Regions from separate parts of the Sus scrofa genome. Here region 2 is linked to region 1. The links are chromatin contacts, called in public Hi-C maps. All regions are on one chromosome and are shown on one strand. The core of a region is the stretch at or near the end of the contact, and the rest is flanking DNA. Distances in the headings are between cores, read along the strand shown. Region 1 holds the start of ZZZ3 (ZZ-type zinc finger-containing protein 3). Region 2 holds the start of RABGGTB (Rab geranylgeranyltransferase beta subunit).

Evidence for each region. Hi-C and Micro-C count contacts between places; a contact is called where the count stands out from the background.
Region 2: a contact with region 1 is called in a Hi-C map of embryonic fibroblasts, with 2.1 times the contacts expected there. The contact joins the promoter of RABGGTB here to the promoter of ZZZ3 in region 1. A contact is called at or near these places in 2 of 47 Hi-C or Micro-C datasets (embryonic fibroblasts and heart right ventricle).

Annotation. Positions count from the first base shown.
Region 1 is chr6:135,602,843-135,610,111 of Sscrofa11.1, reverse strand. It overlaps ZZZ3 (ZZ-type zinc finger-containing protein 3), which reads right to left and starts at 3,967. Exons shown (of 14, transcript XM_005653415.3): 1 at 3,763-3,967.
Region 2 is chr6:137,532,120-137,539,680 of Sscrofa11.1, reverse strand. RABGGTB (Rab geranylgeranyltransferase beta subunit) reads left to right here and starts at 5,549. Exons shown (of 11, transcript NR_145513.1): 1 at 5,549-5,569; 2 at 6,944-7,051.

The DNA of each region.
Region 1 (7,269 bases), core at 2,718-5,217:
CTGATATTCCTGATCAAGTGATTTACTGTCATCTGTTTTGGTCACTGGCTCAAGAGGAGGCAGGAAATAAAATGTATATTCTTCATATAATTAATATGTAGCACAGGTATTATACTATATAGTTTACCAAGTTACAGGCCTATGGAAATTAGCATTGTGCCTGTTCTAAAGAAAAAAAATCCAGGAGTTCCTATGTGGCTCAGCAGGTTAAGGATTCAGCTTTGTCACTGCAGGGGCTCCGGTTGTTGTCATGGCACAGGTTTGATCCCTGGCCCAGAAACTTTTGCATGCTGTGGATTCAGCCAAAAAGTAAAAAAAGAAAGAAAAAAACCCAGTGGGGACATTATCTCTGTTGTTAAAATCCTCTCATCACTGAAGCTCATTAGTTCTCATAAATCAGTTCTATGACAGTAAAAAATGAGAAAATGGAAAATAAAATCTCTTGGTTATTTAAGTTTTACTCAAGCAAAACTCAAAGCATGTAAGATGTAATTCTCGGATTTTCTCAGTATATTCTCAGTAAAATATCTAGACCCTGGCTATTTTAGTGTCTGTAAAGTGCTGTTAATCCCTAAAATCTACTAAAAACATTTTATAAAACAAAGTTGTAAGAGTAAGGAACATAAAGATGCACACACCAATTACCAAAGGCCCAATTTCTAAGCAAAACTTAGTAAACATCCTTGCAAAAGCCATTATACAACCATGATCTTCAAATCCTTTGTCATTTCACAAGTTCCTACTTCTTAAAAAGTGGTCAACAAAAGTTACTTAACAAGAGGGCTTTAATGAAGTAAAGAATTCACAAAGCTTCAATTAAACATTAACTTAAGTGCTAATTTTTCTATCTTTTTTTTTTTTGGACAGGTGATATCAAGCAATTTGGGGGGTGGACTGAAACCTGTTTTGAAAGAAAGAGGGAAAAATTGCCTCACATACTGATTCCAAATTCTGGTCAACTCAAGCTGCCCTCCCACCATCATGAGCTGCCTATTTTGGGACCATAGCTCCTTCAACTATAGCTCTGCAACTTCTTCAATTCCATTTCAGTATCAACCTATCCACTCCCATGTTTCCTTTTCCTCTTTCCCACATCACACCCCTCAACACTCACTTTTACGTCCCAACAATCCTACTTGAACTATTACAAGAGAAAACCACACTAAGAATGGGTACTTTTTTTATATGACAGGTCTAATAAACATTGCTGGTAGGTTTGAGGGAGAAAATACAAAAAGGAAATCACAAAATGCTGCTTAGAGTGGAGATATGCAGCAGTTATTAACTACTGATGTATCTACTACTCTCACTAAACTGCATGGTCAGAAATACTTAAGCTGATAACTTTTTAAACTTCTGGAAAACTCCTACACACACACTTGGGAACAGTTTAGAATTCATAAGCACCATAAAATATAAACATGACTATAAGTGTAAATACATAACACAAATATTAAACATAAAAAGATAAAGCTCAGAGTTCCCTTGTGCAGTGGATTAAGGATCCAGCATTGTCACTGCAGTGGCTCAGGTCAATGCTGTGGCGAGGATTCGATCCCTGGCCCGGGAACTTCTACATGCCACAGGAAAAGCAAAAAAAGAAAAGAAAAAAAAAAAAATATATATATATATATACACACACACACACATAAATAAACTCAAGTAATAAAACATTTATTTAAATTTTATTTCACCTGGACTTTATTTTTGAACAAAGCTGCCAGCTTACTAAAGCTCTAGGGCAAACATCACTATCACTCAAAACTACACCATCAAAAACCTGACCAAAAAAATTTTTTTAAAAGCATGTAATGTACGCATGAGTCAAAAAACAGGTACATTATCACTAAATAAACACAGAATTGAGTAGAAAATTTTTTACTGATTGCTAATGTTGTGATAGTGTATCTTAACACAACACCCCTCCATTTCCTCCCCTTCCATACATGGAAAAACAAATGCATGGAAAATATCTGGAATAATACACAGCTTACAGCTAAGAGTAGTTACAGAGATTTAAGACTGAGGAAGGCAACTCGATGGAATGATTCAGGAAGCATTTCATCCTATATTCTTCTTCGCACTAAGTGCAGGGACAACTAACACGTTTGTAGTTTATAAAATAAAAAAAAAAACCCATGAATGGATTACTTAATTATCAAATTAGTCTTGTAATTAACTTAGCAAAGTTTATATATAACTAAATATATCCAAATACTGCTCAAGAATACCAAAAAAAGTACAGAATAAATTCATTTTGATAAAACACTGGGGAAATGGAGAAAAAGTAATCTGTCAAATTCATTTAAGGAGAAATTGAACTCTACTTTGACATCAAAGTTTACGAAGAGAAGTTTGCTTTTAAATGGCTTAAAACATCCCATTACCTTAAATATGCAATCTAAAACATTCATCCTTGAACAACAAAGATGGCAACCGCATAACAGTACTTATCAAAATCTTATCGATAATTATGAGTTAACAGGCACGTACAAAAAATTAAAGAACGGTTTTATTCCGACGTCAGGTATTGTCATAGATATAAAGGATCCCTACAAATACTACCACAAGTTATCGTAAATACAAAGTAAATTAGAGTGAGGGAGAAGTTATCAAATGATCAAATAAATGTTTAGGAGTAAATGATGCCCAGAGAGAAGAAATGGAACGCGCTCTATCTTAGGCGTCAGAGAAGAGCCAGTGGAGAAAGGTACTGCGGCAGAAACAAGCGACAGAATGTTAACAGGTCTGGAATTCTTTAGAAAATGGCAACAAGGGGAAAAACTGACAAGATCGTCTGAAAGTAAGAGGAACGGTATCCAATGGAATCGTCACGTCTGTGCGAGCACTGCTCCAAACTTCCAGTGAGACGGGGGAGGAACGATCACTGAGCGGGGGAGAAGGAGCCCCGGCTGAGGGATGCATTCGCTTCTGCAGGTGGCGGAGCGCCCGCAGGGGGGTGGGGAGAATAGTGTCGCCTCAAATGGGTCAATACATTCCCTTCAGGACTAGAGGAAGCTGACACAGCATGTCTCCCGGCACCAAGAGGCACGTGCCCCGGCCCCTCCCTATCAACTTGCCTTGTAGAAAGAGTTGCGAGTCTCAAGCCCCCCGGAACCCAGGGCTCCGCCATCCAGGACAACTGCTCTGCCAACAAGGTCCCGCGAGAATCGGGAGATCTCGCGATACAAGCCCACAAGCATCTCGCGAGTTTGCGGCAGAACCAACATGGCGGTACAGAGAAACTAGTATTTCGGCATATAAAAAGTATTTCGTTAACGAAGAGAAGAATGAGTGTGACACAGAAAAAACAGAAAGTCTTTTCTGTCTTATATTTCTCTTCATAACCCCCTAGTAGAGATGAAAAGCGGCAAACAACCCTAAAACCTCAGACGACCACGATTACACTACAACAAACACAGCAGCCCTCTGCCTCAGCCAACCTCCCCAATATGTCACGTGGAGGCAGAGTCTCTGCGTGCCGGTCACGTGGACCGCTACTAAGCGAGCGCGCGCCCGTCGTCCGCCCCAGAGACTTCCCCGCCCCCCTTTTGCCCGCGCACACGTGCGCGCGCACCCCCGCCCCACGTGGGGGCTTCGCCGTCGCCGCCGCAGCCGCCGCCGCCGCTACCTCCAGCCCACCCCCTCCCTGCACTCGGTTCCAAATCCGGGTCCCAGAATCGGTTGTCCGGTGGTTCCCTCCTGCTCCGTTCTCCCTCCCCCATCTCTAGCCGCCACCACGTGCCCCGAGCGCCTGCTCACCTTTCGCGTGGGGCCAGGCACCTCGGGCCACTCGGGGAGGCGCCGCCGTCGTGGCTGCTCTCCGCCCCCGCCACGGCACTGGCTTGGGTGGCCGCCGCCGCAGGAAGCTCGACAGCGGCGCCGGGGCGCTTCCAGGTGGGTCCCCGCCTCCCGCTCCTGCTACTTCCCGCAGCACCAGCGGCTCCTTCCGGTCCCCTCCTTTCTCCTCCTCGCTGGGACAGGCGGGCGGTGGCGGCTGCTGGCGCGCTCACTACACCGCCTGCTGGTAACCGCAGCCGGTGCAGCGCCAGCGGGCCGGGTGGGCCGGGGGTGGCCGAGTTTCGCCCCCGCGGTTCGCCCGCGCCCCTCGGCAAAGGTTGGTCTAATGAGGGCAGGACACATTCCATCCCTTGCCTGTAGTCAGGGTACTACCGTTGGAGGAAAGTCTTCCCGGTAGCCCGGCCGTTGGTCCTCTTCATCCTGCCCTTTGTGGCCTCTTGAGAGATTTGTACACTCTCCCTCCCTTAGCAGTGTGGTCTCAGGTAGGAAAATATCTGTATGTACATTGAATATGCTCCTGCCTTCCTCCAGCCGCATAGAACCCTCGCACGCCTCTCTGGTTTTCTAGCTGTTCCTACAACACGCAGGCTCGATCCACTTCAGGACTTTGCGTTTGCTATAGCCTGCGCTAGAACACTTCCTCCAGATTTTTTTTTTTTTTTTTTTCTTTTTAGGGCCGCACCCGGGGCATATGGAGGTTCCCAGGCTAGGGGCCAAATCGGAGCTGCAACTGCCAGCCTACACCTCAGCTCACGGCAACTGCTGGATCCTTAACCCACTGACTGAGGCCAGGAATCAAACTCAAGACCTCATGGATCCTTGTCGGGTTGCTTATGCTGAGCCACGTGGTAGATGTTCCACAAGTATTTCAGTTCCCTTCTCAAAGGTGGACATCTGAAACTTCACAGACCAGCTCTATCCAAAAGAGCACACTTGCACCATCGCTCTTACTGTCTTTACTTGCTTATATGACAGTTATCACTTACAGACATTTGTCCACCCTTTACCACCAAGAATGTGAGATCCTTAAAGGTAAGGAAGGACTTTTGCTCTTGCTGTATCCACAGACCTGTGTCTGGCACAAAGTTTGTTTTTTGTTTTTTTGTTTTTTTTGTCTTTGCCTTTTCTAGGGCCACTCCCGTGGCATATGGAGATTCCCGGGCTAGGGGTCCAATCGTGAGCTGTAGCCACCGGCCTACGCCACAGCCACAGCAATGCAGGATCCCAGCCTCGTCTCCGACCTACACCACAGCTCAGGGCAACGCCGGATCTTTCACCCACTGAGCAAGGCCAGGGACCGAACCCGCAACCTCGTGGTTCCTAATCAGATTCGTTAACCACTGAGCCACAACGGGAACTCCTGGCACAAAGTGTTTAATACTCTTATTAAATCATATCAAGGAACTATAGTGAGCATGCAAGAAAATAAAGGCCCACACTGATAGAGATAAGTCCTTTTTTTTCTTTTCTTTTTGCTTTTTAGGGCTTCACCTTCAGTATATGGAAATTGTCAGGCTAGGGGCCACAGTCACAGCAATGCAGATCCAGAAGTGCATCTGCAACCTACACCATTCCTTAACCCACTGAGCGGGATTAGGGATTGAACTTAAGTTGTCATGGTTACTAGTGAGGTTCCTTACAGGCTGAGCCACAATAGGAACTTCTAAAAGCCACTTTAACTGGAACTCTTCTGCAGTTATCCTGCACTGCTTGATTGCTCTCTTGTTTTCTTATCTTTGAAACTTTTTTTTTTAGGCAAGTGGATATGGGCCTCCTTTTCTTTTGCTAATGAAAATTGTTAAATGGTTGAAATGCCTTTTTGTACTTGTTTTAGTTGGGAGTTCAACTCAAAAGAACATGTTTGGAGATAAATTGTGGCAGGTATGTTCTTAAATTGGCACATCAACAAGTCTTTCTTTGTTGAATCAACTTAGTTCCAGGCCTTCTACTAGGACTAGAGACACAAAAATAAACAAAACAGGGTTTCCCTACCTTGCTGTATATGCTGTTAGAGCCAGGTTCTAATTTAAAATAACTGTAACAGCACTGGGAACTATAGTCACTTATGATGAAGCATGATAATGTGAGAAAAAAATGTATGTGTGATAGGGTCACCTTGCTGTATAGTAGAAAACTGACAGAACACTGTAAACCAGCTATAATGGAAACAAAATAAAAATCATTAAAACAACTGTAACAGCTCTCTTCTTGACTCCTATGTGCCATGCAATATGCTATGTACTAATCCTATACTTTATCCTATTTCAGGCTTCCAGTAATCCTGAGATAGAGACTCTTAGTGGTGAGCACTGAAATGTACTTCTAAGATCCATTCTGGCATTGCCTAATATCACACCCCTTCGAAAGGCGGCAAATCCAATGACTGATCAATACAGGAGCACTAATATCTATCTCGGGGAGTTCCCGTCGTGGCGCAGTGGTTAACAAATCCGACTAGGAACCATGAGGTTGCGGGTTCGATCCCTGCCCTTGCTCAGTGGGTCAAGGTTCTGGCGTTGCCGTGAGCTGTGGTGTAGGTCGCAGACGCGGCTCGGATCCTGCGTTGCTGTGGCTCTGGCGTAGGCTGGCAGCTACAGCTCCGATTTGACCCCTAGCCCGGGAACCTCCATATGCCGCAGGAGCGGCCCAAGAAATGGCAAAAAAAAAAAGACAAAAAAAAAAAAAAAAAACTATCTCGGAATTTTTGGAAAGCCAGCCCTCTCATCTCAATTTGGTACCGTTCTGATGGATCATCCCATTTCCAGAATAACCTGCATCCCATTAGGATGGTATCAAAGTTCCACTTCTCTCTCACAAGAGATGATCCAAAGAGCATACCCTAATAAATGCACACTAATCATGTAAGAGTCTGCCTTCTGGAGAACGCAACATGTGATACTATTCACATTTTTTTTTGATGAGAAAATAGGCTTAGGTTAAGTAACTTACCCAAGTTTGAGCTACAGGAGTTCTGTATAGAGATATAAATAGGGTATTGTGGGAACAGAGTAGGACTTGGGAAAGTTTTGTTGTTGTTTTACCAGGGTTGGCATTTGAATTACAGCATGACTTTGCAAAGCAGAGAAAAAAGACCATTTTCAACGGAGGGAACTGCATGAATGAAAGTGTGTGGAAATGAGAGAGGGGAATTACAAGTAGCCCCAAGCAGCAGCGCTCAAGAGTCTTTGGAGCAAGCACTAAAGGGATGAAAGGAAAGGACCATTTCACTGACGCTAAAGAAGGGAGCCAGGAGTTCCCGTCATGGCGCAGCGGAAAGGGATCCAACTAGGAACCATGAGGTTTCAGGTTCGATCCCTGGCCTCACTCAGTGGGTTAAGGATCCGGGTTGCTGTGAGCTGTGGTGTAGGTTGAAGACGAGGCTCGGACCTGGCATTGCTGTGGCTGTGGTGTAGGCCCGCAGCTGTAGCTCTGATTAGACCCTTAGCCTGGGAACCTCCACATACCGCG
Region 2 (7,561 bases), core at 4,300-6,799, 1.9 Mb before region 1:
GACTGGCTAGGGCCATTACAGCCAGGAGAATAGGTAGAACAACAAACATGATTGTTCGCTCTGTGAATGCACAGTTGCCGGAGAATGTCATGGTGCACATAGGTCAGAAGAATTCCTGGCATGGTATGGTGAAGAGAAAATGTGGCTTACTGAGGTAAGAAATGCTGCAAGCACAGCAGGATGACTTCCTGACAATTGGGGAGCTGACCCTGGGCATGCGGGCATGTCTATTTTTATAGCCCAGAGATAGAAGAGGTTTTAGGATACCCCTGCAGACCTGGCTGGTTGAGGGTTATATACCTTATATAGGCCCCCATAAGAGCAGGGATGAGAAGAGGGCCACATACCTTTTCTAGTAGGGGGCAGAAAGGATTAGGCCAGGTTTCTCTAGGTGGGTAAAGGGCATTTCATCAAGATGGGTGGGACGATGATAAGGGTCTGGTAAATCTTGTCTTGGTCAAAGGCTGTGAGTTCAATCCCCCTTTTTTTTTTTTTTTTTTTTTTTTGTCTTTTTAGGGCCTCACCCAAGGTATATGGAAGTTCCCAGGCTAGGGGTTAGGAAGTTGTTGACTCACCACCCACCCTGCATGAGTTGTTTCATAGCAGAAAGTCCCAGTAAGGAAAGTGATGCTGCCCTGAAAACTAGGAGAATTTGGGAAGGGCCAATAGGAGGGAGGAGAAAACCAATCTCCCAGGATCCCTGGAATCCATCTTTGCTGAGAGATGCATGCACCATCAAGAAGGACCCTGAGACGGACCAAGTATGGGCCAAGCAAGATAATTGGCCAAGGGGAGGGAGTGGGATGGATTGGGAGCTTGGGGTTAATAGATGCAGACTTGCCTTTGGAATGGATAAGCAATGAGATCCTTCTGTATAGCACTGGGAACTATGTCTAGTCACTTACAATGGAGCATGATAGTGTGAGAGAAAAATGTATACATGTATTTATAATTTGGTCACCATGCTGAACAGTAGAAAAAAAATAATAGTCTCTTGGGGAAATAAAAATAAATAAATAAAAAGATGGATTGCAAAAAAAATAATAATAATTGGCCAGAAACAACCAGGAAAATGACCCCATTACCATAAAACCTGAGGCTTCAAGCCACCTGGCAGAGCAGTTCTGGGTTCTCTTACCCTGCTGCTCTCCATCTGGGCACCCCTTCTCAATAAAGTCTTTTGCTTTGTCAGCACATGAGCCTCTTTGGACAATTCATTTCTGAGTGTTAGACAAGGGCCAATGCTTGGGCCCTGGAAGGGGGCCCCCTTCCCACAATAGAATGAGGGAACTAACAAGATGTGAAAGCTGATAAAAGGGAGAATTTGAAGGGAGTTCCCCTAGTGGTGCAGTGGTTAATGAATCCAACTAGGAACCATGAGGTTGCAGGTTCGATTCCTGGCCTTGCTCAGTGGGTTAAGGATCTGGCATTGCCATGAGCTGTAGTGTAGTTTGCAGATGTGGCTCAGATCCTGCATTGCTGTGGCTGTGGCAGAAGCTAGCAGCTGCAGCTCTGATTTGACCCCTAGTCTGGGAACTTCCAAATGTAATTTATGAATAAATTTATAAATATATATATATATATATATATATATAAACACATACATATTTAGTAGATACTTTTCTTTGGAGGGTAGATATTTTTATTTTTTGAAGAGGGAAACATACCAAGTTTTTAAAGTATCAGAGTGTTCAGTGAAGAGCTTTTCTTTCTTTTCCTTTTTTTTTTTTTTTTTTTGCTTTTTAGGGCCCACCTGTGGCATATGGAAATTCCCAGGCTAGTGGTCTAATTGGAGCTATAGCAGCTGGCCTACGCCACAGCTCACCAAAAGGCCAGATCCTTAACCCCCTGAGCAAGGCCAGGAATCTGACCTGCAACCTCATGGTTGCTAGTCGGATTCATTTCTGCTGCCCCACAACAGGAACTCTGAAAAGCTTTCCTTAAATACTGTTCACCCATTTCTCATCCAGTAGGCAACTGCTTTGGTTCTGTGCATTCCCAAATTTATCCATTTATTTTTTTCCCTTTGTTTCCCACACTGATAGTAGCATATGGTACATTGGTATATTGTTTGGTACATTCTGTTTTGGTTTTTACCTAACATACCTTGTACATCTTTCCACAACAATGTTTGCAGCATTTCCTCATTCTTTTTATTTGCTTATTTATTTATTATTATTTTTTGCTTTTTAGGGCCGCACCCTTGGCATATGTCGAATCAGAGCTACAGCTGCCAGCCTATGCCACAGCCATAGCAACGCTGGATCCGAGCCACATTTTTGACCACAGCTCACGGCAATGCCAGATCCTTAACCCACTGAGCGAGGTCAGGGATCGAACCTGCAACCTCATGGTTCTTAAGTCAGATTTGTTTCTGTTGTACCACGATGGGAACTCCTCCTCATTCTTTTTAATGGCTGCATAATGAAAACACCATAGTTTATTTAACCTTTTGATGGTTAAAAATATTTGTAATCTTTAGCTATTACAGAGACTTGCTGCTATGAATATTCTTCCACATAAGTCACTTTATACCAAAGAGAGTATATCTGTAGAACAAATAGCTAGAGATAAAATTACTGAATGTAATTACAAGAATTTCTAGAACATTTGTTCCCTATACGTATTTCCATTTTGCTCACCATTGTACTCCCAGAACCTAGAATATTTGGCACATCCTAGGCACTCAAAACATATTTGTTAAATGAATTCATAAAGTAGGAAGGGAGGCTTGCTTTCCTTTACTTCAGCAGTTTGATTCAGTCTGAATGTTGCTTTTTGGATTTGATGCATTATTGTCTCTTTTTTTGCTTGGGCCCACAGTATGCCGAAGTTCCTGGGTCAGGGATCAAATGAAAGTCACTACAGTGACAACACCAGATCCTTAGCCCACAGCACCACAAGAGAACTCTGTGTTATTCTTATTTTGAGTGTTGCTTTTTCCAGGTTTGAATTTTTTTTTTTTCTCTCTCTCTCTCTCCCTTGGTTCCTCTCACTCCACAACACTTCCCCCTCATCTGATTTAGAGGTAAAAGAAAGCTGGGGGACTTACATTACTATTGTGAAATAAAATTCATATTTTGTGGCAAGACAGTAAATATTTAAACATAAAAAAAAAAAATCTCTGCCCTGTGGTCTCCTCTTCCCTGCAATGTGCATTGTGTATCTGAATTACGTACGGACAAAACATTCCTCATCAGCGGCAATAAATAGCAGCATCCTTATAGCTCCTTCCTGGTTCAGAGGGCTAAAAAAAATTGGCCTTGTCACTGCTAAGTCTCTGGCTATAGCTGTGGTTTGGATTAGAGCCCTGGCCAGGGAAATCTGCAAGCCCAGCCTGAGGCCAAAATCAATCAACCTAGCATTAACATGATTAACTTCTTAGAAGAATTCCAGTTATGGCTCAGCAGAAAGGAAACTGACTAGTATCCATGAGGACACAGGTTTGGTCCCTGGCCTTGCTCAGTGGCTTAAGGATCCGGCATTGCCAGGAGCTGTGGTGTAGGTAGCTCAGATTTGACCCCTAGCCTGGAAACTTCCATATGGCCCTTCTACAGGTATGGACCTAAAAAGAAAAAAAAACCCACAGAAAACCAGCATTTAACTGTGCTTTGACTGTGGGCAGAACAGCTCTCAGAGATTTCCAAGTTGCTCTTCCCAAGTTATAACATCTCAAATTTAACTCTAATAAAAAATTCCATATCTTTCTCAGATTGATATCTTTCTCAGATTGAGTGATTGATTTTTTGGCAGCACCATTTAACAAGATAGACTTTTTTTTTTTTTTTTTTGGTTGTGCCCATGGCATATAGAAATTTCTGGGCCAGGGACCAAACCCACACTGGAGCGGGGACTCAAACTGCTGCAGTGACAAGGCCAGATCCTTAACCTGCTGTGCCATAAAGGAACTTTCAAGGAAGACTTTTTGTGGTCTTTTGTCTATTCAGGGTTGCACCTGCAGCATGTGGTGCTAGGGTCCAATTGGAGGTGTAACTGCTGGTCTACACCACAGCCACAGCAATGTCAGATCCAAGCCACATCTGTGACCTACACCACAGCTCACAGCAATGCAGGATCCTTAACACACTGAGCAAGGCCAGGGATCAAACCTGTGAACCCACAGATAGTAGACAGGTTTGTTAACCACTGAGCCACGACAGGAACTCCAAAGAAGAATTTTTCTGGGGGGAGGGGTCTTTTCTGGGGCCACACTGACAGCATATGGAGGTTCCTAGGCTAGGGGTCGAATCCAAGCTGTAGCTTCAGGCCTAGGCCAGAGCCACAGCAGTGCAAGATCTGAGCCATGTCTGCAGTCTACACCACAGCTCACGGCAATGCCGGATCCTCAACCCACTGAGCGAGGCCAGGGATCAAACCCACAACTTCATGGTTCCACTGAGCCATGACGGGAACTCCCAAGGAATAATTTTTAAGATAAAAATTATTAGGGCTAGAAACATCATCACTTAATGATAAGTGGCTTGACTCACCAGAAATAGATAGTTCTAAACTTAACATGCATTTAGTAATACATGTTATCCTAGCCTCAAACTATACCTGGGGATAGCAATTGAACTAAGAGAGAAATAATGAAATCTATCATCATAGTGGATTCAATATTTTCTCAGTTATTGATAGCTCACACATATCTCTGCGTAAGGAATTCTTCCCCAAATTCTTACTTTTCAGGTTTTTTTTTTTCGTCTTTTGAGGGCCACACCCTTGGCATATGGACGTTCCCACGTTAGGGGTCTAATTGGAGCCATAGCTGCCAGCCTACGCCACAGGCAAGCCAGATCCCAGCGGAGCAAGGTCTGCGACCTACACCACACCTCCAGTGGAGGCAACGCTGGATCCTTAACCCACTGAGCGAAGCCAGGCATATAATCCACAACCTCGTGGTTCCTAGTTGGGTTTGTTTCTGCTTCGCCATGATGGGAACTCCTGAAAAAAAAAAAAATTTAAGAGTAGGTGCCAGTATTTTCTGGTAGGTGCTCAAAATACTTTTAAGGATTAAAGTCCTAAGAAAGCACAGTTACAAATAGCTGCATTAACACACCTAGCAAAGCTGAATTCGATGGAAAGCTTATAAGAAGCATAACGGTGTTTCCTTTTCAAAAACAATCTCCAAATATTGCAAATATTAGAACTTCCTGAAAGAGGAGGGAGTAGGTGAGAGTTAGCTAATAAGAGCTGAATGTGAATATTTATTGCACACGTAATTACGGTGCAACTCTATTTATTACCAGGCATTTCAAAGATCCTCAACAATAAACGATTTCTTAAAAGTTATGCAGATATTTAAACATTACTTAAAACAGTTTTAGATAAAACGGCGGTGTTTAAGGGACAAGAAAACGGGCTTAGAGACTTTAAGCACAGGCAGCGAGGACAGCCATGAGCAGCCGATGGGGTCCTAGAGCAGCCTCGGGATCCCTCTTTCCTTCAGGCGGGAATGTGGTCACCTAAGTCTGGGCGCGGAGGGGACCTGAGAGACGCTTCTGGGCAGGCGCGTGCTGCCTAAATCCGCCCACGAAAGAGCCAAGTTCTCTTTTCGCTGTCAGACATGGTGAGTGTGGACGTGTATTGCATTGCTGTCCGGATGGCTCGGGAGGAGCCTGGGAAGGGTGATATTAAGCATTTTAGTCACCGGTGGGTTGTTTACTAAATATTGGAGAATGGTCGCGTTAAGATAGAGGTCTTGGGAGTATTTTTGAGAGCGGGAGAGAGGGTGAAGTATTATTCAGCGTTTTCTGCAGGCCTTGCATGCGTCGTTGCCGCCTCTGATTTTATTCAGACTTCCTGCTATCGGTCGGGCCTCCTGGTTCAACAACCGGATTTCTTAATTTCCTCCTAAAAACTGGGCAAGTCGGTAGTACCTTTTTCCTTCTATATGTAGGTTGAAGCATATATATATATATATATATATGTATGCGTTAGAATTATTATCCAATGTAATAAATGGAGTAATAAAATTAAAAAAGAATTATTTAAGATCTTTAGAATGATTAGCGGTACGATCTTGTTGACCTAGTAAATTTTAATGGGCAATGGGCTAGACAAGAAATTGACTATTATTTTTTTGTTTTGTTTTGTTTTCTTTTTAGGGCTGCATCCATGGCATAGGAAAGTTACCAGGCTAGGGGTCCAATCAGAACTGTAGCTGCTGGCTTATGATACAGCCACAGCAATGTGGGATCCAGGCCTAATCTGCGACCTACACAACTCGGAGCAGTGCCTGATCCCTAACCCAATGAGGAAGGCCAGAGATCGAACCCACATCCTCATGGATGCTAGTTGGATTCTTTCTGCTGAGCCACAACGGGAACTCTGAGAAATTCACTATTTTATTATTGATAACTGTTGTGACCTACTTCAAATAAAACAGTAAAGTACAGTCTTAGATATAGATCAGAAATGTGGATAACTAGAGCAGCATTCTCGTCCCTTGGGGACTTGTTGCATTTGGGGAAACAGGCTAAAGCTGGAGAAGGTGAGTCTAAAGGGACTGCTTCCTTGATAAATAACCTTTGAGGTATATGGAAGGTGCTTCGAAGTTCCCAGAATTTATACAATTTCTAGAGTTAAACTTCATTAAAGCACTTAACTCAAATTATGGAATAAATAGATTTTTATTTTATTTTGGTGTTCTGTGTGAAAGATAAAGACAGATGAAGGTAGTATTTTTGGGTCGATGATGAGCTGGCATGTATTCTGAATCTAAAGTTGATTAGTACTACTTTAGCTCTAGAATTACTCTGAGACCTGAAAAATACTTGGATCTTTATGAAGGACTTTAGTGCCTTGGTTTTTCTTGGCCAGATAATTTTAAATTGAAAGTTTTCATTTGGCAACACGAAATAAAAAGTTCAGATGTATATTGAACACATGCTCTGGGGTCAAATATTAAGAGATAACTTATGAAATCAATTTATTGTGGAAGGGTACACCGCAGAAGGATGTCATTATCAAGTCAGATGCACCTGACACCCTATTCCTGGAGAAGCATGCAGATTATATTGCATCCTATGGCTCAAAGAAAGATGATTACGTATGTATGCTTTTATGTTGAAAAGTTTATACTCTTAAAGATGTAGACCATTCTGTAAATAGATCAGTATGGACCATGTTGGTATCTAACTCCTGCGTGCCAAAGCCTGAAGCTGTATCCTTGAGTATAGTGAATGCACCTTTGGATATCTGTTGAGGGACCATGGGAATTAACCATGTTTCTTACTTTGGTAGGCAAAGTAGATTCCCATTCGGCCCAGATCTGTATGAATTATGAAGTACGGACTAGATTACTATTTTTGTAGTTTAGACAATATTTTCAAGGTCAATGATGTGTTGGCATGTATTACCTGAGTTTACAGTGATGTGTAGTAACACTAAAGCTCTAGAATTACTCTGAGACCTTGAAAAAGTTCAGCCCTGAAGAATGGCTTTCCAAGTTTTCCTCTCTGGGACAGTCTTAGAAAAAATTAATGAACAACTTAATTGGAAGTAGATATTTTACCGGTGTAACAGTGGCTGTAGGGCTTTGTGTGTTCAGTATCTAAGC